Linked DNA regions of Mus musculus: all the other regions are linked to region 4. A link is a contact called in public HiChIP or PLAC-seq and promoter capture Hi-C data. All regions are on one chromosome and are shown on one strand. The core of a region is the stretch at or near the end of the contact, and the rest is flanking DNA. Distances in the headings are between cores, read along the strand shown.

Region 1 (7,388 bases), core at 528-3,027, 220 kb before region 4:
TCTCCCTCAGCTCTGGCATGGCTTCCTGCCCCATCTCTCTCCCGTGAGACTAACCTGTGAGCTGGGATACTTCCTTTCCTGCCCCGTCTCTCTCCCGTGAGACTAACCTGTAATGGCTTCCTGCCCCGTCTCTCTCCTGTGAGACTAACCTGTGAGCTGGGATACTTCCTTTCCTGCCCCAAGTTGCTCTGGATCAGAGTGTTGCTTTACAGCCCAGGAAGTAAACTAAGACAGGTGGATATAGCACTTATGCTGTGTAGTTTTGTATCAACATGGCACAAACTAAGGTCATTTGAGAGGAGGGAGCATTGCTTGTGAAAATGCTTCCCTCCACAAGATCTTAATTGGTGATTGATGAGGGAGGGCCCAGCCCAGTGTGGGTTGTGCCATTCCTAACTGTGATAGTCCTGGGTTCTACAAGAAAGCAGGCTGAGCAAACCATGGGGAACAAGCCAGTAAGCAGCACCCCTCCATGGCCCCTGCACCAGCTCCTGCCTCCAGATTCCTGCCCTGTTTTGAGTTCCTGTCCTGACTCCCTTCCATGATGAACAGTACAAGCTGAATCAACCCCTTCCTCTGAAACTTGCTTTTGGACATGGTGTTTCATTGCAGCAATACTGACCACAAGTAAGACAGCAGTAGTGCATCCGAGCTATGCAAATTACCTGACTGCAGTGGTTTAAGACAGCAACATTGATCATCTAACAATGCTGGACAGGTCATGGGTCTCGCTGGCCTGCGTTCCTGGAAGGGGTAGAGGAGAAGACATTTCTCTGTCCCCAGTTTTTGAAGCTGCCTGGCTTCTTTACCTCATGGACCCTTCCCTCCAGCTCCCAAGCTAGCGGTGATCTGGCTTCCTTTGTCACAGCCCTTCTGATGACAGCTGGAAGAGGCTCTTCACCTGTAAAGATCCCCGTGTTTAGACTGCTGGCGAGTGGATAACTCTGGAATGTGCACCCCCCCCCCACCCCACCTTGCCTACCCTAGGCTTTGACTGTTGTTGTAAGGATAAGCCTGATTAGAAAGAAAAAGATAAAGGCGTCGTGTGTGTTTAGTATGAATGAGACTTTGGAAGTGGAGAGGGTGGGAAGGGATGGGGAGGGGGTTGTGATTTTACCAGAGTAAAGAGTTAGTTCAACAATAACATTAAACTTGGAATAGTCAACTTCATAGAGTCAGGGATAAATGAAACTTGCCGGGGGCTGGACTGGGCTGGGCGTGCTTGTTAAATTTATGTATAATTTAATTTGCAAGATGAGCTATTGATGATCACATAACCAAAATGAGGTTATGACGTAAACTTTATGCAACGTATACTTCACCATAATCTCCCACATACAGGGGAGCACACCTGGCTGTATTGTATGTCTGCCAAGTTGGAAAGCGCTGGCCAGGTCAGGGAGTATGGAAGAACGCTCTGCTCTCTTCCACATGACTAATTCTTACAGCAACTGACTGGCGGTCTTGAGCGGTTGCCTCTGAAGAAGAGCTTCCAGATGGGCAGGGCCAGAATATTTACCCATCCTTGGCTCGGGTAGCTTTGGGTCTTTGTGTGTGAGAGAGAGACTTTCAGTGTAAGACAAAAGGAGAGAGACCCAGCCAGCTTGGACACAGCAGAGCCTAGGACATTGAGAGGATGCAGTTCACCGAGGTCCAGAACCTGGACCCGGGGGTGCGCCTGAGACCGCGTCCAGCAGGGGGCGCTGCGGACCCGTCCCGCCCGGGCCGCCCGGGCCGCCCACCCCGCGGGCGCGCCTCTCCGCAGTCCAGTGCCGCCCGGGCCCGGGACCCGCTCCTTCCGAGAGCGCAGACCTCTCGGCGGGCATCGAGAGGACGCGGGGCGCTGGCGGCCGTCCCTGGCCTTGCTCCGGCTCTCGCTGTAGCCCATCGCCGCGTCCCGGGCTTAGACTCGGAGCGTACGGCTCCCGCCCCGGGCAGCGGCGTGTCCCGGGAGCCCCGATCGCGGGGCAGGGCGCAGGGCGGCGGCCGGCTGGGGATGGGCGGCCCGGCTGCGGCGCGGACCGGCGCCGGAGGGCTCCGCGCGCTGCTGCTGGCGCTGGTGGCCGCGGGGGTCCCGGCCGGCGCCTACAACCTGGACGCGCAGCGCCCGGTACGCTTCCAGGGCCCCTCAGGCTCCTTCTTCGGCTACGCGGTGCTGGAGCACTTCCACGACAACACGCGCTGGTAAGTGTCTCCCGCGGATCCTCGACCCTGGCGTGGGCACCCCGTGGTCCCCCAAGTTGGCCGCCGCCTTTCCGGCCTCTTCCACTCCACCTCCCGCGGGGCCGATTTAAATGTCCGGGCGGCCACGCTGACATCCTGGCCTGCTCTCCGAGGCCCGGGGCGTCCCTGGGGTCCCTGTCCTCCCTGGGCAGTCAGACGCAGCTTCGCTCTCGCCAAAGCAAAGTTACTTGGCTGTCTGCCTTCCAGGGGCCACCGCGGGCTGGCCATCTGCCCCAGATCCCCGGGGGGCCCCTAGGAGGCCAGGCTGCTCTTGGGGACCACTTCATGTAACTCTAGGGCAGCAGCATGCAGGAAGCAGAGAAACAAGGGGTGTGGTGGGAGTGGGTCCTGGTGGCTTAGGAATCTCCAGAAGAGGTACCCAGGGGCCCCACAAAGTTCTGAGAGGATCTGGGATGCAGAGAGGACCCCCAAGGAGCAGACTGTGTGGCTGGTGGGCAGCCTGGAGCTCTCCCACGTGTCTAGAGACAAGATTTAGGAAGCTGAAGTTTTTAATCAAGGGGTACAGTTTTGAACCAGCGAGATGGGTGGGCCTGCAGAAAAGAATAAGTCTCTCCCTCATTAAGCATCAATAGTGAAGTTAACTGACCCCACAGCAGGAGCGCTTAGAGAAGGCGGATAGACCACTTCCTTGGAATGAACGAGCCACACCATGCACCACGCCCACCTATTCAAGGCAGCTAGAGTTCAGTAGCTCCCCAGCCTCATTTTAGATGATGTTACTGTGGACCCAGGAGATGGCTGGTTCACGTTGAGGGTGCTATCCCGTGAGCGAGCATCTTTAGAAGCAGCAGGCCGGGAGATGGAGACTGGCAGTGTGTGTGCTTGGACATGTAACTTACTGGGAGTCTCTGCTCGGAATTGGACAGGGGCCGAGGCAATCGGGGGCTTGTGGATGCGGGTCTTTCAGAACCCTGGAGAAAGAGAACTTTGTGACTGGCTTTATTAACACTTTCGTGTATTTAGGAGAGCGGCCTCCAAGAGAACCAGCTTTCAAAGTCCTTGTGTGTAGCTCTCCTCTGCATCCCTTCCTGACATTGATTCTAGTCACAGTTACCAGCCAAGGCTGCTTCCTGCAGTTGCCAAACCCTTCCTTTTCAGACAGCAGGGCAGAACACTTTCCTATGTTCCAAAGGCTCCAGGTCTGCCATGGGCTCTGGGCTTGGTACAGATAGATTATGGCTGAATAGAAAGAGTTTGTAGAGCTGGGTGTGGTGGCGCACGCCTTTAATCCCAACACTTGGGAGGCAGAGGCAGGTGGATTTCTGAGTTCGAAGCCAGCCTGGTCTACAGAGTGAGTTCCAGGACAGCCAGGCTACACAGAGAAACCCTGTCTCAAAAAACCAAAAAAAAAAAAAAAAAAAAAAAAAAAAAAGAGTTTGTAGAATACACCCAGAACCCCACACAGTGTGATCCCGGCACAAAGCACATGGGAGGAACTTTCAGAAATTGAATGGCTGTTCTGGGTGGGGGGCTACTAATGAAAGGGCAGGCAGCTGTGGGAGCCAGTGGGAACTGCTGGCTATGGCTGGCCTCTGTGCCCTGCAACAATCTGGTTCCAGGGACAGGAGCCAGGCTTCTGTCACCTGGGTTTGGATGAACCCCAGGTCACAGCCTCTCTGTCTGTTGTTAACTATATAGGAGCAGAGACGAGGTGCTCAGCTTGCTTTGTTATGCACGAGGTTGTGAACAGATTTTGCAGTGACAAAGGGTTTGACCTGATGCTCAGGCACCCAGGACCGCACTGTAAGGGTGGCCATTCTGGGACTTGACCTTGTCAGGAGAGGGTCAGGCATTTCTGTGGTGACAAGCAGCTGGCCTCAGAAGTACCTCTCCTGCCCACCAACCACTCCCTGCACTGGAGTGCTGCTGGTCCCTCAGATTTTTAGCAGCCCTCTGGGGGAAAAAAAAAAAAAATATATATATATGTATATGTATATGTATATATATATATATATATATGTATATATATAAAGCGTGTGTATGTGTTTTACATATATTATAATAAACCATATACATATATTACACGTAATATATAATATAACTATATGAATATATTATATATATTATATATATATATTCTCTTTGAAGCAGATTGTATTCTCACTACAGTGCTGCAGTCTCTTGTTGAATTCTCTTGCTGCTTAAGAAAACCTGTCCTCCATACCCTTTCTTCCTTCCTTTCCCCTACATTTCCCTCTTGGCTCCTAAATAAACCTCTTCTGATGTGACTCCCAGTGGGGGCTTGTGGAGTTTAAAGCAGGAGAAACTCCCATTTCTTCTCTTCTCCTTTTCCCTGGAGTGTGAGGTCAATGGAGCCCCGACTGAAGCCCCGGGCTTACTCTTATTTCTGTACGTTGAGAATAATCTTAGAGGTAGCCGCTGGCCTAGTTTTGTGAAATATGCATCTACCCTAAATCTTTGCCTTTACTTACAACTCTGGGGTTGGTTGATTGACTTAATGACTGAATGAAAGTCTCTCAGTATTAGGTAGTCCCGGAGCCCATTGTCCTCTAAACTTACCGGGTCATTTCCAGTTGTTTATAATTGTAACAACATATGTAAGCATTCTCACAGTGAAACACTGTGGACGTTCTTAATTATTTCCTTCCAATCAATTCCTGGAATCAGAATTCCCCAGTCAGCTAGGATGACAGTTTTACAGTATTCTGTATTGTATTACAAAGGTTCCCGTGAAATGGGAAACATGGGGGGGATTCAGGACTTGGGGTTTGGTAGCTGCTTAGCCAGAGGCTGGTGTGGTGCGGGGGAAGAGCAGAAAAAATTCGTGGAGAAACTTGGAAAGTTTAGAGTCCAAAGGTGGGGAATGAAAGGGGTTTCTATAGGAGAAAGGACACTGAAACCTGGGCAGGAAAGGATGACCGATGTTAAGTAACATTGCATCGTCTGTCCCTCGGCCAGATGAGATGGTCTTTAGCTTCTCAGTTGTGATGTGACTTGGGACCTTCGTTTCATGTTAACTGGCTCCTGGTTGTGTTGTGCACAGGGCAGAGAATCTGCTGGAAAGAACAGGGAGAACCCAGACACCAGGTGGCAGAGCTGAGGAGTCCGGGTTTGTTACCGGTTTCTGTCACTGGAACAAATACCCCTAGTAAACTGACAAAGAGAGGAGGTTCGTTTTGGCTCACAGTGTGGATTCTGACTGGAGTCCGTGGTTGTTGGCCCTGGTGCTTCTTAGCTCTGTCAGGATTGGGGACACATCGTGGTGGAAGTTCTCGAAGGGCAAAAATGAGAAAGAGACAGGGGTCGGGCTGTCCTTTTTAAGAGTAAGACTTCCCACAGACCTAACCCCATAAAGGTTTACCACCACCCAGCAGTGACAAGCTGGGTCTGAGCCTGGTCTACAGGGTTTTCTATAAGACCCACAGGTGCATGTGTGTCACAGAGCACACAAAGTGTCTCTGCAGTGAAGCTGTCAGCTCTTGGGTCTGTAACTAAGTTCTTCATGGTCTCAAATTATTCCTTCTTGAGGGAAGTCAATGCCTGCATGAGAACACGAGTGACCTTGCCTCTCAGAACCCCCGTGTTAAGTCTGGCTCCTGAAACCGTATCCCCACTCATGACACAACCAGGCCCAGCTTTGTTCAAAGTACTATTGATCAGACTCTTGTCACCATACCCTGGACAGCAAGAATTGTCCCCGTGGATAAACCGTAATAACCCGGTGGCATCGGTAACAGTTTTGATGCAGACATGAAAGTGACTGAGCTGCTGCTGCTGCTGCTGCTTCTTCTTCTTCTTCTTCTTCTTCTTCTTCTTCTTCTTCTTCTTCTTCTTCTTCTTCTTCTTCTTCTTCTTCTCTTCTTCTTCCCCTTCCCTCCCCTCCTCCTCCTCCTCCTCCCCTTCCTCCCCTTCCCCTTCCCTCCTCCTCCTCCTCCTTCTCCTCCTCCCCTTCCTCCTCCTGACACCCATAGAGTGTCTGCACACTCAGAACTCTCCTGTCCCCACCCTCTCCAACCCTGATTCTTCTGGCATCCTTTGAACAACAGAAGTAGATGCCAGAGAACATAGACAAAGCCAATTTCTGTCCCCGTCTCTAGCAGTTTCTCAGCTGCAGAACCAACAACTGTAACACTCTGAGTTATAAATAAATGGAGCCTGGCTGCCCCGGCACCCCCCCCCCCCCCATGCTCTAGAGTCCAAAGTGGTTGGGTGCGCTTGCTTCCTCTCTGGCGACGTGCTTCCTGCTTCTCCTGGGACAGCAAAACTGCTGTGCTCAGGCACGGAGGGAGCTCGCGGAAGCGGCAGGCTGGCAGAGCATCATTGAGCGAGGAATCGGAGCAGCTCCAACATGCGGTTCGCATTTAGAGCTGAGAATCCAAAGTGCCGATGTGCTGCCTGCCAGGTGATGTTGACACCTGCCAGAGTATTGTGATTTACATAAAAATGGACTGAAACTAGACAAAATCAAGAATTCAGTCTCCCAGTCACGTATGAGTAGTCACATGGCTATGTCTGGGAGAGCCCGAATAGGGAAATGTTTATCAGGCCCAGAAGGCTCTAATGACTAAAGTCTTAAAGACCTAGGAAAGACTTGAAGGAAACTCAAAAGCAACAACAAAAAGGTTAATCCTTAGCATATTTAACTATTAAAGCCTCAGGAAGATGTGTTTATCAAAAACTTGTGGAGCATGGATGGGGACAAGCTGTCTTTTCAACTGTGAAATTTTGAAGCGCCTGTCGTGTACCGAGAGCTAATGGAAACATCATCCGCTGCTTTCTGGGGTTCTCACCTGCGCCTCAGGCAAAATATCAGCTGTATCATAGGCTCCAACTGAGGGGAGGCAGGCGTGGGGTGTTTATTCTGAGGGAAGAGGGAGATTCCTAAGATGAAGGATTTAGAAGGGGACCTTGGGATTTGGGGCTCCGTTCTCCAATCCCACCTGGCCTTGTCAATCTCTGCGAGGAACACCGGAACTGGTGGTGTTAATCCTGCCGGTCTCATAAACTCTCCGACCAATGTAGGCTCATTGCGCATGCTCGAAGAGCTCATCTACTCACCTCGGAGCTTGCAGGGGAAGGCATGCAATCACTTCCCCAGAGGCTCTCCTGGGCACTTGTGCTCAAACTGAGCCCCCCTTGCTCCACTTTCTCAACCAGGGGTCCCTGTTCAAAGGGAACCCCAA
Region 2 (7,448 bases), core at 4,767-7,266, 170 kb before region 4:
CTCATATACATACTCACACACTCACACACACTCACAAACGCACACACACTTATGCACACATACACTCAATTTCATATATATACACATTCATGCACACACAGTTACAGTCTCTCTCTCATGCACACACACACTCACACTCAGTCTCATATACACACTCTTACACTCATGCACACACTCACACACACACACTTATGCACACACACACTCAGTCTCATATACACACTCACACACTCATAAACACACAGTCACAGTCTCTCTCTCTCTCTCACTCACACACACACACACAAATGGAGACTGGCTCCACAGGACAGTCATGGCTGAAAGGAGAAGCTCAGAGGTCTATGAAAATGATGCTGGGATTCATGAGAGTCTAAGTTTCTTATTGGAGCCAAGACCTTTAGACAAAAATGGATCCTATACCTCAAAAAAAAAAAAAAAACTTTCCACACATTGAGCAGGATTGCTGTTTAAATTGTATCTTCTAACATTACAGATGCCCACAGTTTCTAAGTCTCTTTTAAAAGTGCACGTGTGTGGCTTAGCATCTTGAGGATTGTTGTCTGAGAAGCACCCAGATCAGAATCCACTTGACAATAAATACCTTTTAGGAGCTAGAAGGTAGGACGGCCACTTGAACCTGTAATTATACTTGTGAACACAACATTGGGGGGGGGTCAGCATTTTCTTGTTGTTTTGTGAGACAGAGTCCTGCTGTGTAGCTCTGACTGCCTTGGACCTCGCTGTGGAGGCCGGTCTGGCTTTGGACCCGTGGTGATCTCCTGGCTTTGCCTTCTGGGTGCTACAGTTACTGGCTTGTGTCCCTCTGCCTGATCAATGTTCATGTTCCTGTTGTAGAGATGAGAAAACTGGGGTGCAGAGAAAGCTGATGAAGGTCTTACTGAAGGTGTATTAAGCACAGGGAGGGTTGTTGGCCCTTAAAGTGCAGCGTAGGTTTCCCTAGATGGCCTGTTTCTGTTGGCACATTGATTCCTTTGTGATCAATGAGGGCACAAGGAAAGATATCCAGTTACTACGTTATGATCTGATGGCTTTTCAGGACATTGTAGACTTCTAGTGTCACACTTCAGTTTGTTTGTTTGGTTGGTTGGTTGGTTGGCTTTGTTTTCTTAGATGTAACCTAGAGGTGAGCCCTGCAGTCACTGAGAGCAGACAGCATTAGCCTGGTGAAACTCAGCCAGAGGCAGGCAGGTTTGCTCTGCAGCCCGGGTCTCTCTCAGTCCCCCACATTCAGCTTTCATAGCTTAGCTGCTCATGTCCTATCACTGGTTATGACAGGAGCGATTCACCCGTCAGTTCTCAGCTGGAGCTAGCTCTCACTGCAATGTGACTGTCTCATGCCCAGGAGGAAATGTAACCCAGTGTGGACCAAGCTGAATAGATGCTCGCTGTTACGCAGCTTGCAGGCTGACGCTTCTGAAGTGGGAGGAGGCAAAATCTTGCTTTCTAATCCTGAGTGGAAGCAACCATTAATGGGCTAAAAATGTTTATTTTACTTTTAGTTATGTGTGTGTATGTGTGTGTGTGTGTGTGCATGTGTGCGCATACACATGTGTGTAGGTAGGTATGTGCATATGAGTCCAGTGCCTGTGACAGCCAGAAGGGGGTGTCGGATTCCCTGGACCTAGAAGTCTAACTATATCAAGAGCAGTCAGTAACTGCTCTTAACAGTTGAGCCATCTCTCCAGACGCTTTTCCTTGTAATATTTAATTGCCCAACATATGCATAACAATGAACATTGTAACCATTTTTGAAGTGTGCCTCATTCTTGTCTACACTGGGCAGCTGCCACCTCTCTCCAGAAGTCTTGCGTGGTTCCTATCATCGGAAACCATCCCTGGTCAACAGCAGTTTTCCATCTCTTTCGTCTCCAGCTCCTGGCAAGAACCTCCCCACTTTCTGCATGAGAGCTCACTCTGGGTACAAGCAGAACCTTCCACTGTGTGACTTGCCAACTTCATTTAGCCCTGTCTCCTCAGGGCATGCTCCATGTCCTAGAATGCATCAGCACGCCTTTCCATTTCAAGGCAGCATAATATTCCTTTGTAGCCATACAGTAGCATTTTAAACAACCCGTTTTCCCGTGATGGTAAACCTTCCTCTGGAAAGACAGCATGAGAGGCGGCAGAAATGGGTGAGATAGATATCATCAGCCCCGCCCTTTGCTGCTGACTGAGGCTAACGCAGCAGCCCTGCTGTGTTAGCTGAACTGCTGGCTGTGAACAAAGTCGCCCTGACCTACAAAATGGATGTAAAAGGTCAAAAGTATTAAATATTCCCTGTAATGCTTTTCTTCTCGTCAAATGCCCTTCTTGCTTAATTGCTTGATGCAGTTGGCTTTCAGGACTTGCCACAGTCTACTCGGGAACTGCTTCAAGACCTTTTTCCTTCTTCCTCTCTAACCTCGCTATTAATAGCATAACTCTTATTTCCCACGTAGACGGAAGTCCATCAGAACGGAAGGTAGTTTATCTCTTCCCTTTGGGGGAGGTAAATGCCCGTTTTATTACTAACGACCTGTCCGCTAATAAGCACAGACCCCTAAATTTTTGCTTTATCTTCAGTTACTGAGAGATTTATCGCTCCTTGGTGATCTTTGGAAATAATTTAAGGCTAGAAAGCTATTTTCCCAGATACTTTATTTTCTAGCTGAGCTGGACAACTGGAAAATGACTTTGGGATCAGTGTGTTAAGACCAGTTTTGAGCAGGAGATTAATGTGCCTACTGTGTGAGCATGAGCTGACTTCAGACCCTCAGTACCCACATAAAGACCTGGGTCTTCATGTCTGATTCCTGGGCTGGGCTGGGAGACTCACCAGCCATGCTAGCCACATCCGGGAGTTCGGGGTTCAGTAAGAGATCTTGTCAAAAAATAGAAAGTGATTGTGGAAGACACCTAAGGTAAACTTTGATCTCCCTGCGCGCATACATGGGCAAGGGCATCTGCATACGCTGGCTTTGCCAAAAGCTAAACATAGAGCTATCATATGAGTACTCTACTGTCCTATTTCTGTCTGTATACATATATGAAGGACTCTACACTCACAGGGACATCTGCATATCCATGCTCACTGTGGTGCCAGCCAAAGGGCTAAGGTATAAGACAGACTAGATGCCATTCAAAAGGATGCACGCAGAAAGTTGTATATGCATATGCACACACAAGCATATGTGTGTATGAATTGACTCATTAAAAAGTGAAATTCTGTTGTTTAATACAAATTAGATAAAGCCTGAGACCATCATTTGAGTGAAATAAGTCAGACTTATAAAGACAAATTGTAGGCGTTTGTGTTTTTTGTGGGTTGTCATAATTAGTTTCTGCCAGCTTAGCACAAACCTAGACATAAATCGGAAGACAGAATCTCAGAGAGGAATTGCATCTCTCAGAATGGCCTGTGATCAAGTCTGTTTCTTGGTTGCTGATGGCTGTGGCTCCAGCCTAGTGTGAGCAGGGCCCCCAGGAGCAGGTGTCCTGGGCTGGATAAGAGTGACCCTGAGCAAGCCATGGGGGAAGCAAGCCAGTGGACGGCACCTCTCTGTTCTCCGCTTCTGTTCCTGCCTTTTCTCCCTGTCTCAGCTTCCATAGGTGATGGGTTGTGAGCTGTAAAGTGAAATAAAGCATGTTTCTCCTCGAGCTGTTTTAGGCCAGTGTTTCATCACAGCCACAACCTAGGTCCTAGAAGTTTTTATAGACACACAAGAGCACGTGTGTACCTGTGTCATTGAGGTAGATGCATGTTCTATCCTGTAACAGCGGGAGGGAGCCTAGTACTTTGCTGTTCTCTCTGTGTGGCTATGTCTGTGGGGACAACTCGAGACTGAGTGAGCAAGCCCAGGGTCACCTGGACTCACTGCCTTTGTGTTTGTGCAGAAAGGTCTTCCTGGGAACACAGGGGGCTGGAGGTCATCTCCAGCTCCTCCTGGCTTCCTCCACCCTGTGTTTCCTGGACTGCTCAATGGAGACAAGGGTGTGACTCATGTTCTTGGGCTCAGCTCTACTGGGGCCAGCCCCTTGCCCCTGGCTCTACCCAGACCTCTTCCATAGCTTTGTGCTTAGGGCATTCCTCCAACTCAAGTCTAGATAAGCAGAACAAAGTGTTTACGTTTTTTATTTGAAAGAACATTTTAAGTATTTGACTAGATTAGCCCAACTCTCTGGGTACTAGACCCTTAGCGTCTGTAAGATATTGTCTCTGAGTTTGTTTGGTTTAGACACAGTGTCTCATGCTGCCCTTAATGATCTTGAACTCTTGATCCTCCTGCCTCCACCACCTGAATGCTAGGGTTTTAGACATGTGCCACCATGCCCAATTCATAGGGAACCCAGGCCTTTGGCATGCACACAAGCATTCTACCAGAAGAACTATGTGCCCAGTCCCATGATGTTGTGTCTAGTTTCCTGTTACTGAAAAGGATTGGGGTGTCTGGGCTTAGCAATGGGGGGGGGGTTACGCCGCCATGGCTTGCCATTGCTGCGCCTAGAGACAGAGAGGGGCTAAGGGTCCTTGGTAAAGCTGTCCACTCTGTTCAGAAGGCTTCACTCTGCTCAGTGGCCATGAGTACAGGCACGGTGACGTCCCATTGCTGTAGCATTTGGGAATGGGATGTCTCATGTGTGCTATGTGACTGCTCTCAGGTCTTCAGAGATAATCAGGGATGGTCATAGCAAGAGTGCCGTGGACTGAAGAGATGGATGCTCTGTCCTGCTTCTCTGACAGTCTACAGAGAACACAGAGCTGCTCAGGGTAGAGTCAGTGTGGGAAGCCCAGAAGGATCTGTGCTGAGGATCTCCCCATCATCGCACCCTTGTATGTCCTTAGATCTTGGGGTTAGTGGTAGCATTGGCTCTGGAATCCACGATTCTCAGCACTTGGGGTGTAGAGCCTTTTCAAATTGTGCTGAATAGCACTAAGGGAGCATGACTGGTGGAAGGTGGGAAGGGTAAACGAGAAGGCCATGGGGTACAGAGAGATTCAGAGTTCAGGACCTTGGTGGCAGGAGAGCCACCATGCATGGTCCTTGTGCACATCTACTTGGGTCTCTAGTCCAGTGCAAGTGTGTGACCAGGTGACAGAGCACAGTCAAGTACAGTGGGGTAAATGATACCAGCCTGGCATTCAGGACATTTAGGCAAATAAACTCATCATTTTTGTGATGGGAAGTCTATCATTTGTGTGTCGTTACATGTACCTGTAAGGTCACCTGGGCAGAGAAGCTGAGGGGGCATCTGGAAGGTTGTAGATTCCTAGGGCATCTAGAAGAGAGTAACCTAGAAGAGAGTAACCAGGCCACCATTGTCCCCGAATGTGTGTGGTCAGGGTGGGACAGGAGGCCAAAGGAAAATACACAGTCCTGCTTCACATTGAGAGAGCTCGTGACAAAGTCATAGAGGTTTCGGGGAGGCTGGGATGTGACCTGTCCTCTAGAACGAATTTCTGGGTAGTAGGGTCCAGGTGGAGCCCCACAATTGCCCTCCCTCTGGAGCTTCCAGACCTAGTAACCAGAAATGACTAAGCTCCTGCTGGCCTGCCCCATACACCCTAACCCTGGAATAGGACAATGCCAGCTTGGAGAAATGGTGGCTGGTCTCCAAACAGTGTCCCCTGCTACCTGAGGCTGGAGTGCTAGTGACAATATCCCCCTGTAGGACATTAGCCTGGGCCAGGATGGGGCTGTCTTAGAAACCTTGGCTCTCAGCACAGGGAACACTCTCCCAATTTGGAAGGCATTGATAGAGGCGTGGTGATGTGTCTTTGTGAACTGTCTTTAGAGTCTCCGCTATAAAGAGACTCCAAGGGCTTTGAAAAGAATACCATTTGCACATAATTGCTATTGTGTAAAATTTATAAGGCTGAACAGTGTCAGGCAAGATGTTCTCATTGGGCTCTTAATGTCCGAGTCTCCTCGATCGTCTTGTGGTCAAGAGTTACAGCCACAGGGCTAGGGGGAAGCTCAGACTGTAAAGTGCTTAGCCTGCAAGCATGAGAACCCAAGTTCCACCCCCTGAGGGATGCGGTGGTTTGGGCTTGTCATCTCAGAGTCACTGGTGGACCAGCCTAGCGTAGCCAGTGATCTTGAGGTTCACCTCAAAAACCAAAGGTGGATGGCTCTGGAAGACTAGTGCCCAAGGCTGTCCACCTCCCTTCATACACGATCTCACTAGTACACCTGAGTGTTAACCTGCATCCAAACACTGGATCCAAAAAGGAACACACACACACACACACACACACACACACACACACACACACACACACGCAAGAATTACAGTGGCTTGTTTAGCTTTAGAGTCTGTAAGGTGAAAAAACCCATTTACCCGACATTCCGAGCTTTATACCTAACTGCTTAAGATGAACATTTCAATCGTTTTTTGCTGTTGTTCTATTTTTAAAAAGACTTGTTTTATTTGTGTGTGTGTGCGCGTGCGCACATGCACGCGTGCACGTGTTCGTACATGCATGGCTGTCTTAGTTAGGGTTTTACTGCTGTGAAGAGACACCATGACCAAGGCAACTCTTATAAGGACAACATTTAATTGGTGCTGGCTTACAGGTTCAGAGGTTCAGTCCATTATCATCAAGGTGGGAGCATGGCAGCCTCCAGGCAGTCATGGTGCAGGAGGAGCTGAGAGGTCTACCTCTTGTTCTGAAGGCAGCTAGCAGAATACTGGCTTCCAGGCAGCTAGGATGAGGGTCTTAAAACCCACATCCATAGTGACACACCTACTCTAACAGGGCCACACCTTCTAATAGTGCTGCTCCTTGGGCCAAGCATATACAAACCATCACAGTGTGTGTGTGTACTCACATATGTGCAGGTGCCAGAGGAAGGTGTCCAATACCCTGGGAGGCAGTTGTGAGTGGCTGAGCACGGGTGCTGGGGATTAAACTCAGATCTTCAGGAAGAGCAGCAGGCGTCCTTCACTGCTGAGCCATCTCTCTAGCTAGTCCCACATTGTGCTGTTTGAGGCAAGATTTATTTTCCCTTTGTACCATCTCCATGCCCTGCAATTGACATAGGGTTTATTTCTTTGCCCATATCTTCTACCCTCAGCCCCCAGTGTAAGATTCTGGGCTGCGTCTGGCAGCCGGGAGTCTTCTGCATAGTGACCGGACGGGACAAGGCGGGAAGAACTGAGTTAGCCTCACAGAAGAGCGGTCTAACTCAGTTAACTTTCTGTTGTAATTTAGCCGGGATTAATGGTCACTTACTGGAAAAACGTTCCCGGCTCTGTGGTGTGTTGCTGGAAACTGAATTTCTCCCTCTATTTCCCCAGAGTCTTTTTTTCCCTTCTGCCTGGAGCTCACACTTGGAGCTTCAGGAAGCAGAGTCCTGTTGCAATCATGACTTCCTTGTTCCTTCATATTATTTATTTAGTGTCTTTCAAAACGTAATTCCATTACCTTTAATGGTACTAGAGACTCA
Region 3 (6,971 bases), core at 3,841-6,340, 200 kb before region 4:
AGGGATACAGTTGATATGGTAGGATGCCCCTGTCATTTCAGCACTGCCTATACCAGGTATGGTGCTCCTCTACTGTAATCTCACCATTCAGGAGGTAGAGGCATGCAGATCAGGAGTTCAAGGTCATCCTTGGCTAGATAGGAAGCTCAAGAACCAGGCTAATGTACAAAAGACTCTATCTCCAAAAATGGAGAGAGCGGGGAAGATGATTCAATCCATGAAATGCTTGCTGTGCAATCATGAGAACCTGAGTTTGATTCCTAACACTTAAAAGAAGTAACATAGTATGGCATAGGCCTGCAATCCCAGGGCTGAGAAGCCACACATAAGGGATACTGGGACTCACTGGCCAGCCAGTCTAATAAATCAGTGATCTCCAGATTCAGCGAGAGACCTTGTCTCAAAAACAAGATTGAGGAAGACACCGGCATTGACCTCTGATGTATACATGCATACTCACAGTGTGTGTGCTGCCTACACATAGACACACACAAATGATCACACATGTATGTACACTTACCTCCATACACAGACACACTATCATGTACACACATATGTGCATGCTTCTCTGAACACACAGATGAACACCAAAATGAACACATACATATGCATGCTTACCTGTACACACAGACACCCCCCACATGTGCATGCTTACCTGCACACACAGACACACACATGTGCATGCTTACCTGCACACACAGACACCCCACACACACATGTGCATGCTTACCTGTACACAGAGACACACTCCCACACATGTGCATGCTTACCTGCACACACAGACACCCCATACTCACATGTGCATGCTTACCTGCACACACAGACACACTCCCACACATGTGCATGCTTACCTGCACACATAGACACCCCATACTCACATGTGCATACTTACCTGTACACACAGACACACACACATGTGCATGCTTACCTGCACACACAGACATATCTCCACACATGTGGATGCTTACCTGCACACACAGACACACACACATGTGCATGCTTACCTGCACACACAGACACCCCATACTCACATGTGCATGCTTACCTGCACACACAGACACACTCCCACACATGTGCATGCTTACCTGCACACATAGACACCCCATACTCACATGTGCATACTTACCTGTACACACAGACACACACACATGTGCATGCTTACCTGCACACACAGACATATCTCCACACATGTGGATGCTTACCTGCACACACAGACACACACACATGTGCATGCTTACCTGCACACACAGACACCCCACACACACATGTGCATGCTTACCTGCACACACAGACACACTCCCACATATGTACATGCTTATCTGCACACACAGATACACACCATGTACACACAACCACAAACAGCCCGGGTGGAGCTGTTAGTTTGAAGTGCCCAGCAAGCCCACTGCTAAACCACCTGCAACCTTGGTTTCCTGAGACTTAAAGAGGAACTTCCTGAGGCATTTCTGGTCCACGGCTCCTGGTGGTGAGCACTTGCCTTCTCCCTCTGAGACGAAGCCTGCAGTATGGTTGCAAGGGTCCAGCACGGTTCTCCACTCTGCTTAGCTGTCTTGTGTCCAGTGAGAGGCAGGCAGTGGTTCCTGGGGGTTCTCTGCAGTACATACACACTGACTAAGCTGCGTTCCTGTAACTGGAACATAGATCCCTGGGGGAGCATTGGTTTGGAATCAGATGCATGAAAACAAACTTAACGGGGTTGGAAGTTTGTAATCCCCACTCATTGTTCTCGAACTGGCTGTAATTTTGCCCTGTGGTATGGCCGCTGTGGCGTCTGTGGGGAGGGAGGGAGCCTCAAGGCACTGCTGCTCCCAGGCATTCTCTAGGAAGGCAGCTCTGCCTCAGCCTAGCCCCTGATACCTGCTCTCCAAGGAACTGACCTGTGAGAGGAGAGTCAACCTTGGTCTGCACAGGCACGCACGCTCCGGTCCACATACACAAACCTCAGCCTATTTTAAGTAAGTTTACGCTTTTGTATTGGGTCTCATTCATAGCTAGGCTGGGAAGCACGTCTCTGGCTATTAGGAAACAGCTGCAGGGATAGGAGAAAGAGTGCTTCCGGACGTGGGTTCTGGGCTCGGAAGCCTCTACTACTGGGTACAGCACCTTAACCCAGCCTCCCCGAGTGGAATACGCACAAGAAGCTGCCTGGGTGGATTTGCCTTAGTCTGGAGCCAGGCTCCCATGATCCTTGATGTTGCCAGTGGCTAAGCAGACAGGCATGTGTTTCCAAAGAGGTTTTGGAAACCAGGGAGGCAGACCTTTGGTTAGCACCATGCTGCCAATGTCAGTGTCTATGAAACCCAAGGCCAGGACTGGAGTTCACCTCCTCCGTTCTGTGAGCCCGAGGGAGGAGAAAAAGTCACTCTCCATGCACCAGACCCCAGTCTTTAAGCTACAGACTCAAGGCCAAGTTCCAACCTCGGAGCCCACGGAGCATCCCTGGGCTTCCCTGGCATGGTCATACACTAGCATAGCAGAAGGGTACTGAATACCAGCTGGCTTCCTTTTCCTCCCTCCTACTGAGCAGAAGCAGGGTTGGTACCCGATGCTATGGGGCACGTGCTGCATCCAGGCAGTTAGGGTCTAGGGCAAGTTTCAGGAGCAGCCTTGACTGCCTGCATCTTCATCTGTGAAATGGGGATAATGTTAGCAGTTCCTATAGGTGCTCTCACAGGACCACAGTTGAAGGAACAAGCAGGGGTGGGAACACCTTGATGTTTATTTGATGGGAGCTGGGGACATATAGGTCCTTTGATAGGGTACATGGTCTTCTCTGGGGTACCACAAGGATGTTTCAACTACTTGGAATATGGCTTTTGTAACCCAGAGGACAAAGAATGAAAACGAAGGTGGCATCTTTTCAGTAGCGCACCCTGAACTCTGAGCTGTCGCGGTCTCCGTCTCTCAGGGTCCAGTTGGCCAGCAGCCAGCTGAATGGACTTCAGAGGAGCCGCACTCCAAGGCTGGCCTGCTGCTGGAGTTGTCTTGCTGGACTGTGGCCTAGGTAAAGCGCCAGCACCGGGCTGCCAAGGAAGCCACAATGTTCTGTAAACACGGAGGCAAGCACACTCTCCAGTATGCCATTCTGTGTGTGTCAGGCACGTGCACAGACACGCGTGTCTCTTTAGCTCACATCACAGGATCTGAGAAAACCTTTCCTGTGGGGATGCTGGTTAGAGGGATGAACAGGGGATGCTAGCAGGGTTTGAATCACAGCTGTTGTTAGAACTATTTAGAACTTTGGGCTTGGAAGAGCATTGGAGTCTACCGGGTCCCTTCTCTGCTTTAGATTCTGACAGACATTTTACCCCCAAGTCTTGGTTCTGCGTTGGAAGAAGCAGATCTGAGAATTCTGCTGTCCAGGCTCCTCCCAGCCTGGCACGCTAGGACTGTGTCTGAGCTGGAAGGAGTGGAACCACGGACGGTTCCAGGGTTGTGGTGTTAATGCTGGGGACATGGTGGACCCACAGCCTGCTTCTTCCTGTAGCTGCTTCCCGACTCCTGTGGGCCATGGGCTTCTCTCTCTTCTTTACTTATTGTGACTTTAAAGTTATTCTTTCTGGGAGAATTCTTCTCTACAACCTGTTTGGTCATATCCACCCCTCACTTCTCCTGGATCCCTTCTCCCCATTTCCCTCCTCCTTCCCATCTCCCCCTCCTTTCCCATTCCCCTCTCCCTCAACTTCATTTTCTTTTCTTAAAAAAAAAACCTTTTAATTAAATTTACTTATATTTATTTTGAGACAGGTTCTTTACATAGCTGATGGTCCTGGAAGTAAACCAGACTGGCTTCAAACTTACAGAGATCCCCCTGCCTCTGTTTCCTCTGTGCTGAGATTAAATGTGTGTGCCACAGTGTCTAACTCCTTTTTGTCTTAAAAAAAAAAAATTACCCGCTGAGTCGGGTGCTTCCCATATGTTCAGCGAGGGTGTAGGTCTATCCACTGGATCATGGGCAACCAACCAAGGGTCAGCTCTTTGAAGGAAAATGATTCTCTGCCTCCACTCCTCGGTAGCCATCCTTGGCCAACCGCTCCTCATGGAGAAGTGTGGCCTTGTGAGCCCCTCCCCCACCGAGGCAGGCAGGCTGACTGGCTTGTTCCTGTGCACTGTGCAGGCAGTGACAGGTGCTCTGAGTTCATGGGCGTAAGGTTTCCCTCGTTTTCAGAATATTCTTTTTCCCAGCAGCCCCCTGACCGCCTCTTACACTCTTTCCAGCCTGCTTCCTTGATGTCCCCTGGGCCTTGGGGAGTGGGGGTGTGATAAAGACATCCATTTCTGACTGAGCACCTCAGTCACTCCCTCTCTGCACTCTGACCAGACGTGCGTCTCTGTATCTGTCACCACCGCAGACACTTCTTTGGTGAGACCTAACTTATCTATGGGTGGAAGGATAGGTGTGCAGAAGGCAGCTGGACACAACGGTAGCTTCTCTATTTTATCTTTGGCGTGTGGGGCTGGAGATGCTACCCTGGGCCTCGGGCAGGAGCTCTGCCACTGAGTGACACCCCAGCCCCTAGTGTAAAATGACTTACAAATGGTTGTTTACTGGGGCTGATGGGAGACTTGAGTCTGTGGGAGGCTTGGGACGCAGCACAAGGATTTTACATTTATACTCCTCGCCCTCAGGGCTGGACATGGCAGGCTGTAGATGCTTTAGCCGTTTTAAGTTGTCAATCTGATAATTCTTTTCACCTGTGAAAACAACGGGTTCTCTGAGGGAGGCTCTTTGACTCGCTCCAGTGGCTCAAACTCAGCCCCAGAGGAAAGGGGGTGGGGAATTATCCCTTAGTGTGGCTTTCCTCTCGGGTTTGATTCCCAGTGCCATTATGGATTTGAGTTAGAGCATCCACAGGCTGGCCAAACCTCCTTGTGTGGCTGAGCCAGGTGGTGAATGTGGCCTGCTTGGGAAAGGACTTCTGTAGTTCCCATGGACATAGCCTGCTCGGGGACGCTTCATTTGAGGCATATCATGGAGGGGCTGAAGGAGTGTGAACTGCCCTAGCAGAGGTCCTGCAGGGACACATGGTAAGGCTGCTGGATGGTGGGGGTGGAGATGTGGGTGGGGAGCTGGCTCATTGTAAGCTCTTCTCATACGCCAGCAAGAAGCAACTCTCTATAGGAGCTAACATATACTTTCCAGGGTTAATGTGGGAAGAGAGATTTCTTTGCAAGGATGGTGTGTGTGTGTGTGTGTGTGTGTGTGTGTGTGTGTGTGTGTGTCTGGGGTCCTCAGGGCTCCCCCAGGTTCTGGGGTAGGAATTAAGACAGAACCTACCCATGGGGCCTGACACCAGGTCTCTGGTGTTTAATTAGTGACAGTGTCCATGAGCCTTTGTTGAAGTCTGCTGAGGATTTCAGACATCAGTTGTAACATCCGTCAGCCCTCTTTGCCAATCTCTCTGCCTCACTAAAGCATTGGCAGGGAAGGTGCCAGACACCATGACACCCGAGTAGCGGGGAGCTGACTGGATGAATGAGACCCCAAGAAGAAGGTGGCCCCTGGAACAGAGCAAGGGGATCTGGGGCCAGCTTTCTCTACCCCAGGGAGGCTCCTAACTCTACTCCGCAGAGAAGCCTAACAGTGGTGTCTTATATCCCAAGGCCTGCTGTATTTAATATCCTGGGGTGGTCAGATTTGTCCTGCTTCCTGGGTGCTAGAAACAAAGGCCAGCCCAAGTCCCCACTGCGCAGGCACTAGGAATCCACAGCTCTTGGAGCGGCAGGGTGGAATTTGTCCTAAGTGTCCTGCCCTCGAGCAGTGCCTTTTCCTAGTGGCTCACTGCTCAGCACACATTGTGCCCAGTTGTTATTTAGTCTTCTGCACTGTAGATCTTTTGTGATGGACCCCCGCAGTGGGGAGGTGGAGACAGGCTCCCTTGGGTCTCATTGGATTTGTGAGGGCCAGGCCAGGAAGAGACCCTGTTTTGAAACAAAAGATGGATAGAACCCAAAGAATGACAACCAGAGGTGACCTCTGCTCACATATACACATGAATGCACACACATGGGGGCACATGCGTGTATACATACACATGTACACTTACAACTCACGAATGAATGCACACACTTAAAGTTTAGGGCAGATTTATTTCTGTAACTCAAAGTGAACTTAATGTTGCTTCCCTCTTTGTGTTTGGCACCCACCAGGCCCAGACTGATCCGACTCCTCCCTAGCCTATCCTCCCTCCCCTCCCCCCCTTACTTATCCCTCTGGTAACCGGTAACTAGTAAAAGTGAGAGCCTGTTCAGTTACCTACCGATGGCCTTAGTCAGGGTGATGACAGGCTATGACCACAGGCAACCTATTGAGGGAAGGGTTTGTTTGGCTTGTATTTCACATCATTGTCCATTATTGATGCAAGTCGGCAGGAATTCAGAAAGGGCAGGAATCTGGAGGCAGGAGCTGATGCAGAGGCCATGGAGGGGTGCTGCTTACTAGCTCACTTCTCATCCTTTGTTCTGATTGCTTTCTTATAAAACCCAGGACCACCAGCTCAGGGGCGGCCCTGCCCACAGTGGGCTGGACCTACCCCCATCAATCACTAATTAATAAATTAGCCTGTAGGCTTGCCTACACCCCACTCTTACAGAAGCATTTTCTTAATTGGGGCTCCTTCCCCCTCTGATGACTCTGGCTGTGTCAAGTTTACAAAGGTTTGCGTTTCTTTTAGTTGGTTGTTTTACTTAAGCTGTGTGTGTGTGTGTGTCTGTGTGTGTGTGTGTGTGTGTGTGTGTGTGTTTCCTGATGCCTATTCAGATTGCTCACTCTTGCCTAGACAAAGATGTAACCCCCTGCCTTTTCTTCTCCAGCACTGGTTTGTGACCACACGCTCTTTCTTTTTGATGTGCAGGGTCCTCGTGGGTGCACCGAAGGCAGATTCTAAATATAGCACTTCAGTAAAGTCTCCTGGAGCTGTGTTTAAGTGTCGTGTCCATACCAACCCTGACCG
Region 4 (7,306 bases), core at 3,443-5,942:
GATACAGAAGCCTATACAGAACCCTGAGGTTGGTGACAGCATTCTCCCTCCACCTTGCCCATTGAGTCAGGGTCTCCCAATTGAACCCAATGCTCATGGATGTGGATAATCTAACTAATTATCCTGCTCCAAGGATCCTGTCTCTGCCTTCTGAGAACTAGAATTACAGAGGGCCGACACACCCACCCTGCACTAAACCCAAGCCCTCGTGCTCCCTCCCGAGGCATTTCCTCTATGCAGTGAAGCATCCCCCAATCCCGCATTGCTCCTTTATTTTTCGGTAATACCTGTGACTCTTTAGAGGACTGACTAACCTCAGGCTGACGGAGCTCATTTAGCCGTGGTCATAAACAGCCACACGTGCCAGGACCTGACAGCAACCTCAGGCTGCTGGTGCTGAGGCAGCAAAGCCCAGCACACAATGCAGGCAATCACCGAGGTGCCGTCTCGCTCTGGGATTTGTAACACACACACACACACACACACACACACACACACACTGTATCCTCCCTCCTTTTTACGACTGTCCTTCCTGGAGACATTTCATACAGGTTAGGTTTCTTCATTCATTTGCTTGTCTTTTGTGTGGGTCTTTGGTTCTTTATGACTCCCATGTCAGAGTCGGCTTCTGAGTACCCGAGCCTAAAGCACATCTCTCTCCCCAGGCTTATTTTATTCCAACAGACGCATCGAAAAACCTGACCAATCAAAATGGCTTTGGGGGCGGGAGAGGGGAGTAGGTTGTGTGTGACTTCAATTTTTCCCCCCAAATGATGCTATTTGGTGTGTTTCGCCTTTGTACTATGGCCTGGAGGTCTGGAAGTCTAACCTGTTGATATTTAGCCTGTGAGGTTTGACAAGAACCCAATCTGGTTAAGTCTGAAGTTTTTGATCAATTATTGCTTTCTTTTCTCACAAACTGTTTATACTTGAAATAGTGCTGTGTTTGTGCAACCTTTCTTTTGAGCTTTTAAGGAAACAAACTCTGTTTTTAAAATTTCACCCCCTGAGCATAAGGACTGAAATACGCCGCTGCTATAATTTCTAACGCTTTGCTCCGTGTGTTTGTCTCCGTAATCATAAGCAAGACGCATCTCCCAGTTTCCTCTGCTGTGTGATCTTTGTCAGGTTTGGATATTGGACGTTTGCTAGAATTTTTCTAAAATAAACAGAGAGCCTGCATTCTTTCTGGTAGTCTGAAGGCGTGTAGCTGATATGGCTTCAACACTGGGCAATGGGAAAGACAGCCTTACTGGGTGCTCAGTTTTATGCTACACACTTCGCTCGGCACTAGTTTTGTGGGTTTTTTTTTTTAACACGTTTCAGCCCCACAATAACTCATGTCCACTTGTGAGCTTTGTTTTCCTGAGGAGGAAACCAAGGCTTAAAGCAAGGCACAGCTGCCAAAACTGGGTACTGGGATCCAGGCACTGAGGAGCTGACTTCAGAGGTCTCTGATGCATCTTCTTTGCATAAAGAGGCTAATTTGCATGTCTGATGGTCCTGCTGGCTGCCCACCTGGCTTGTAGCAGTTACCCTCTGGAGAGCCAGGTGCTTAGTGAATGACATCTTTCAGATTACGTCATCCCCCATTTTCCTTGTGTAGGGGGTAGCAGACAGGAAGCACTGATGAATTTTCTGGGGCAGCTGTGTTTTGTCTAAACAAGACTCTCTTTAGTATCCTGGGGGGTACTGGCACAGAGACCTAACCCCTACCAGGCTCCCACTAGAAGAAGCTTTCCTGTGGTGCCCATGTGTTGCTGCGCTGGATTCTGGGAGCTGGCACGACTTCCCTGCCTTTTTAAATGTCTTCTCTGGAACTGATTTGTCCCAAGGTGAACTCAGCGAAAGGAATATCACACTTAAGAGCTTTGCCCCTGAATGGGCCAGGAAGGTGGAAAAACCACACACACTGTCCATTTTCCCTTCTGCCCGTTGAGTTCTAAACAGCTGGAAAAAGTCCTAAGAGGTAGAGTCACTCAGCCCTTCGCGTGTCAGACGCTCGACTGCCTTGCTCTATCCCCAAGCCATCCATCATTTTCCCAACTCGGGTCCAAATATTGTTAGGGAAAAGAAAAAAAAAAAAAGCCCCTAGCTGTATGCCCAAGTCACCTGTAAGAGGCTAGTGGCACACCAGGAACATAGGTGCCTGATGACATGGATCATGTGACAAGCAGAGTCCTATTACTGATACGTAACAGCATCTGGGGGCTCTGCTAGTGATAGACAACAGGGATTCCCATAGGATAGAAACTCATGCTTCCTGTGCATAGGAATATATACCCAATAGTCAAAAGCAGTTCCAACAAAGAAAAGATGGAGTGGATAAAAAAAAAATGGTGTCCTGTTTGCATGGCCCAGAGACAGTACCTTGATGTTCTACAGAACTTACTCCTCCGGCTTTAAGTGCTGAGCTTGAGAGTGGAACTGCCTAGCTTGGTCTGACTGCTATCGCCGCTGCTGTGCTTTCTCATTTATTCAAAAAGAGTGAACTGCACGTTTAATGAGTATTTAAGGTGTGAGATGTATACACAGAATAGACATAAGCTCTGTGGCCACCTCCTCACAAACCCAGTGGAGGATGGGTTTGAAGAAGTGTCTAGGAGTTGTGACTATGGTGAACAGAACAGGCTTGGGGACCCGGGAAAGGTGCCCTGGGAGATGTTCAGGAAAAAGGGGCACTGAGATGAGGAGGGATAAGGGCCGCTGTAGAGAGGGTGGCACAGTAGGTGAGCGAGGGGAGCTGAGACATGGCTGGTGTGTTCGGCAGGGGCCAAACAACATAGGCCTTAGGCGAACACAGTGAAGTGTCCACAGATAAATGGAGGAAGGTGTCGTGTGTGGGTAACAACCTTCATTTTGTCTGAATGTTGGATCCTATCATATTCTTACAAAAATGCCTTCAAAATGTCCTAGGAAATATTTATTATAAAATCCTGGTCCAACTATTAGCTCTGAACAAGGAATGGGAAAAAAAACCAAAAACTAAAAGAAAAGAAAACAACACTAAGACATCGTCTATAGAGGTCTTCAAATGGAGGCCAGGGGGGATATCATCAGAAAATGAACATTAACTATTAAATGAATCCAAGCTTTAAATCTAACCTTTGTCATAACAGAACACATGTTCTATCCAAGCTGAGAGAAGTCTAAAAGGTCACATCTCACAGAAGGAACAGCCACTCATAAAGGGAACGGTCTAGTGTGATCACAGCGCCACAGTTGGGTCAAAGTTCCATCCTCCTTTGAGGAACCCGAGTCTACATAGCCTTTTCGTATTGATTATTGAGGACTGATGTGGAAGAGCCTGTCTCACTGTGAGCAGTGCCAGTCCTGGGCAGTGGTCCTGGGTAGGATAGAAAAACAGGCTGATTACTTCTCTCTCTCCCTCTCTCTCTGTCACTCACACACACACACACACACACACACACACACACACACATTTATTTTTTCTTTTGATGGGAGGATTTGAGCTGGGGGAGAGGGAGGGGAACTACAGGCAGGCTGTAATGTATGAGAGAGGAAAAAAAGTTGAGAGAGAGAGCGATATGGCTGATACTCCAGGGGAAGCCGGCCAGTAAGCAGCCCTCCTCTGTGGCTTCAGTTCCTGCCTCCGGGTTCCTGCCTGGCTTCAGTTCCTGCTCTGACTTCCTTAGGTTATAGACTATGATGTGGAAATGTGAGCTGAAATTAATTCTTTCCTCCCTATCCTGGTGTTTATCACAGCCATAGAAATTCTAAGACAGGCAGGCACCACCAGGTCTGGCTCATGCTAAAAATTTTTAAAGAGGAAAAAAAATCTTTTTCACATAGTTTTATTTGCTTCAAATAAAAATAAAGACGTGCTCCAGTAGTTTACAAATATTAAGGGGGCGATTTCCTGACAAACTCCCTTCCGTTCAAGTGGCCTCTCCCTGACACAGCACACCTTCCCAGGCGCCACATCTGTAGAGCCACTGTACTGTAAGAGCTGATAGTCACGACTTACAAATTAAGCACCATGGTTTAAAGCACAACCTTAGCTATCATTTGTCTTTAGAAACAGCATCTCAGTCCCTGGTCACATTCAGCAACTGATGGCCTGAGGGCACAGGCCACCACCAAGCCCTCCTCGGACTTAGATTTGCCCACAGAGCCTTCTGGAGGGCTGCAGAGGTTCCTGTTACATTCATGCCTTCACATCTGCTCAGAAGTATTCTAGTGAGTACCCCAAAATGCTTTTGCTCGGAGCATCTTGACCTTTCCTTCTGACACAGAGGAAGCGGGTGTCAGTGCTGCAGCAGCCCAGCTGCTCCAGGCACCATTCCTACCTAGCTCTGTCGCGTACTTGCAGAGGCCCCAGAACAGTGAGGTACTTGCACCTGCTTTAGCTCTTTTTGTTCCGAACAATAGAAGAGCCAATCTCCCCTCCTACTGAGTGAACAGAGAAATTGTTGTTCTTCAAAGTGAAAGTCTGAGGTTCGCTTGCCCCCCACCCCCACCCCATGTTTCCTGTTGGACCTCTGAGCTTTCTTGCGATGTGTCCTGTTTTGGCTCCATGTTCAGACAAGTCTGTCCCCTTAGGGTACCGAGATCATAGCCAGGTCACCATGAAGAAGTGCTTTGATTTCACGAAGTTCTAGTAGAAGGAAGTTTCAGAGTCTCCCTGGGATGATTGACATAATAAGCCTGGTCACATGGTCCTGGGTTAGCAGGCTGCGAATGAGATCAAGCACCCCTAGGCTAGTGGGCGGAGCATGGTGGGCTGGGTGTCTGCCGCAGCATCTTTGTCCCATTTACCAGGGAAGAAATTAGACCTCAGAGCTGGCGACACAGCTAAGTCTCACAGCCAGTAGCAGCCGAGCTGGTCCCTTCTGCTGCCCCTGCTCTGCATGTCGGTAAAGGAAGACTTTGTGTCCACCCAGCCCGCACCCAGCCCGCACCCAGCCCGCACCTCAGTGCTGTACCATGTCAGTGCCTGCCCAGCCCTGCCCTACCTGACCATCAGCTTTGGAAGTGATAGGAAAGGAGCAAGGGCCGCCACGGGCAGGAGAGACAACGTCTGCTTCTGCTAAGACAGGAGCCCTGTGAGGAGCTCTGGTCTCCAGACATGGGAGCTGGGGCAATCTGAAAGTTTGCATGGCCTCTCCTCGTCCTGTGCTGCCTGTACATGAGGTTTAAACACTGAGTGCTTTCATGGGGTCAGTATGGAGAGGAGGTGAATGTCTTCTGCTGAGCACACGTTGGGGAGGAGCCCCACCCCCACCCCCCAGGCCCTGCCCTTATCAGAGGACCTGTTGGCAGCTGATGGCTGCTGAGAGAGGGACAGTCACTCTCCTTTGTGGCTGCTAGTAGGTTTCTTATTGATGGCCACAGCCTACACACATGTGAGCAGCACTAAGTAATAGCAAAACAGTACAACTAAAGGCATGGCTCTGGGGGGTGGGAGGGATGTGGTGAGGGGCAGTCGAGGGCCCTGGATGAGGTGGACGGATATGAGCAATACATATTATATAAGGGTGTGGAGCTTAGAATAAAAATATTAGTTTGTTGTTGTTTTGTTTTAATTATCTGCTGGGTTGAGGCCTCCTTCCCTGGAGGCCCTCATCTAGAAGGTTTCAGATGAAGGAACTGCCTTCTGCCTCCAAAGGAAACAGAAGGCAGTGGATGGAGCCACACAGGGAGGAGGAACTCAAAGAGACAGAACCGAAACCCTCTCCTCAGATAAGCAGGCCTTCAGAATGGGGGAGCAGAGACCTCTGGAGTGGGTGGTGCTTTCAGCCCTATTCATGAAGCCATGGCAGGGGAAGAGGCTAGACCTCATGCCAAGGAAAGCTCTCACTGGTTTTCCCAAAAGGCCTGTAGAGCTTTTCTGATGAAGGAGCTGACGGTTGGAACCCAGAAATGGACGGATACATCAGTTCATAGCTATGGGTCTCCTGCCAACTGTAGAGACCTTGGTCTCTCCACACACGGTCACACCACAGTTTCCTCTGGGCCTAAAGATGAGCCAGGCAGTTGGGACACCGACCTGGTCCTTCACCTAGACCAGGGTCTGTTCCATGGACTCAAACGTACTTGAAGTGGTGTCTGGCAGGTGACACTCTGAGCCTCAGGCAACTCTGCAGCCTCCACAGTGCCAAAGTGGAAGGAGGCTGCACAGTGGTGCCATAGGCAGCATATTCACTGCCAAGACGGCCTTAGAAGGCAGACCTGGCCAGAACATGCACAAGGTATGGAGCCAAGCTAGGCTAGACTGGAATCTTGATTTCAGGCAATTGATCACCACTGTGGCAAGCTGACTGACCCTTTTCTTGAGGCCTCCTTTTCTTTATCTGGGCAGTAGAGGCCATGAGACTTACCTCACAGCCTCCAGATTAAATAAAAACCAGCTTCAAGAAGTTACAAGTTGGGCTGGAGAGATGGCTCAGCAGTTAAGAGCACTGAATGCTCTTCCAGAGGTCCTGAGTTCAATTCCCAGCAACCACATGGTGGCTCACAACCATCTCTAATGGGATCCAATGCACTCTTCTGGTGTGTGACTGAAGGCAGCTACAATGTACTCATATAAATGAAAATAAATTAATATTTAAAAAAAAAGAAGTTACAGGTTGAACATCCCTTATAAGCCCAACATTCTTAGTTCAGAGCTGTTTCAGATGCCAGATGCTTTAGACTCAGCTCAACTTGAACCTGCAGTGTCAGTCCATCCCCTCCTCCTCTGGTCTCCTCCACGTCTTTACTGCAGAGTATTTAAATTCCACTTTCCAGCCTCTGGTTTTTATGAGGAGGCTGGAAGCAACCTGGGGAAATGTGAGTGCCGGTGGCCCAGGAGGGATTTTACCCACCAGAGGTAAGTAGTCCTCCAGACTTCCCCAAAGCCCCTACTCTGAACTGCAAAGGGGCACTTAGGCATCCAATAGACCAGCAGATAAAGGCCTACTCTTGTCTGTGATTTTCCTCAGAGGTCCAGTCTGGGAAGATACTTCCTATCCAAGGGCAGGAAGCCTCACAACTACCTCTCAGCCTCTGATAGATGTAGACTTGCTAAGAAGCTCATTGTGATATTCAAATACAGCTTAGAACGACCACGGAGAGGAGTTTAGTGGGGAATTATCTACATTAGTGTGGTCTGTGGATATATGTGGGAGGCTATCCGATTGCCTTAACTGATTTGAAAGACACAACCTGAAAGTGGGCAGCACCAGTCACTAGCTGGGGGAGGGGGGGCTAGACTGTGTAAGAATAGAGAACGTTAACTGAGCACTAAGCATGCATGCATGCATGCATCCATTCTCTCTGTTCTTGATTAAGCTGACTGAGCACT

What was found. Promoter capture Hi-C pulls out the DNA fragments that hold promoters and counts their contacts. HiChIP or PLAC-seq counts read pairs in DNA pulled down with a chosen protein or histone mark.
Region 1: a contact with region 4 is called in a promoter capture Hi-C map of second pharyngeal arch cranial neural crest, with 5 times the contacts expected there. The contact joins the promoter of Itga9 here to the enhancer-like site in region 4. A contact is called at or near these places in 13 of 39 promoter capture datasets (the 3T3-L1 cell line, the C10 cell line, cancer-associated fibroblasts and 8 more), 2 of 15 datasets of contacts at CTCF or cohesin (embryonic stem cells and pro-B cells), 30 of 484 Hi-C or Micro-C datasets (CD4 T cells, the HL-1 cell line, bone marrow-derived macrophages and 11 more), 18 of 115 datasets of contacts at active chromatin or transcription factors (the SCID.adh cell line, bone marrow-derived macrophages, cardiomyocytes and 11 more) and 4 of 9 other capture datasets (adipose tissue, embryonic stem cells, liver and 1 more).
Region 2: a contact with region 4 is called in an H3K27ac HiChIP or PLAC-seq map of microglia, with 6 times the contacts expected there. The contact joins two enhancer-like sites. A contact is called at or near these places in 1 of 15 datasets of contacts at CTCF or cohesin (large pre-B cells), 1 of 484 Hi-C or Micro-C datasets (nephron progenitors), 3 of 115 datasets of contacts at active chromatin or transcription factors (fibro-adipogenic progenitors, microglia and oligodendrocyte precursor cells) and 3 of 9 other capture datasets (adipose tissue, embryonic stem cells and liver).
Region 3: a contact with region 4 is called in an H3K4me3 HiChIP or PLAC-seq map of craniofacial prominence, with 3 times the contacts expected there. The contact joins two enhancer-like sites. A contact is called at or near these places in 1 of 15 datasets of contacts at CTCF or cohesin (large pre-B cells), 4 of 484 Hi-C or Micro-C datasets (myocytes, nephron progenitors and undifferentiated spermatogonia), 4 of 115 datasets of contacts at active chromatin or transcription factors (cardiomyocytes, craniofacial prominence, embryonic basal ganglia and 1 more) and 2 of 9 other capture datasets (adipose tissue and liver).

Annotation. Positions count from the first base shown.
Region 1 is chr9:118,604,932-118,612,319 of GRCm38.p6, forward strand. It overlaps Itga9 (integrin alpha 9), which reads left to right and starts at 1,778. Exons shown (of 28, transcript NM_133721.2): 1 at 1,778-2,184. The coding sequence starts at 1,997.
Region 2 is chr9:118,643,680-118,651,127 of GRCm38.p6, forward strand. The region is part of intron 4 of Itga9 (integrin alpha 9); the gene reads left to right. Among named protein-coding and RNA genes, the nearest start is that of Itga9, 41 kb to the left of the region's middle. Within about 2 kb of position 6,017, at least 4 of the 459 cell types and tissues checked have an H3K27ac peak or open chromatin away from gene starts, as enhancers often do. A contact at or near this core is called in microglia, where this site is marked.
Region 3 is chr9:118,619,576-118,626,546 of GRCm38.p6, forward strand. Itga9 (integrin alpha 9) reads left to right here. Exons shown (of 28, transcript NM_133721.2): 2 at 6,873-6,971. Among named protein-coding and RNA genes, the nearest start is that of Itga9, 16 kb to the left of the region's middle. Within about 2 kb of position 5,091, at least 14 of the 459 cell types and tissues checked have an H3K27ac peak or open chromatin away from gene starts, as enhancers often do. A contact at or near this core is called in craniofacial prominence, where this site is marked.
Region 4 is chr9:118,817,104-118,824,409 of GRCm38.p6, forward strand. All of the region lies in intron 18 of Itga9 (integrin alpha 9), which reads left to right. Among named protein-coding and RNA genes, the nearest start is that of Gm39454, 30 kb to the right of the region's middle. Within about 2 kb of position 4,693, at least 69 of the 459 cell types and tissues checked have an H3K27ac peak or open chromatin away from gene starts, as enhancers often do. A contact at or near this core is called in craniofacial prominence, double positive thymocytes, microglia and 1 more, where this site is marked.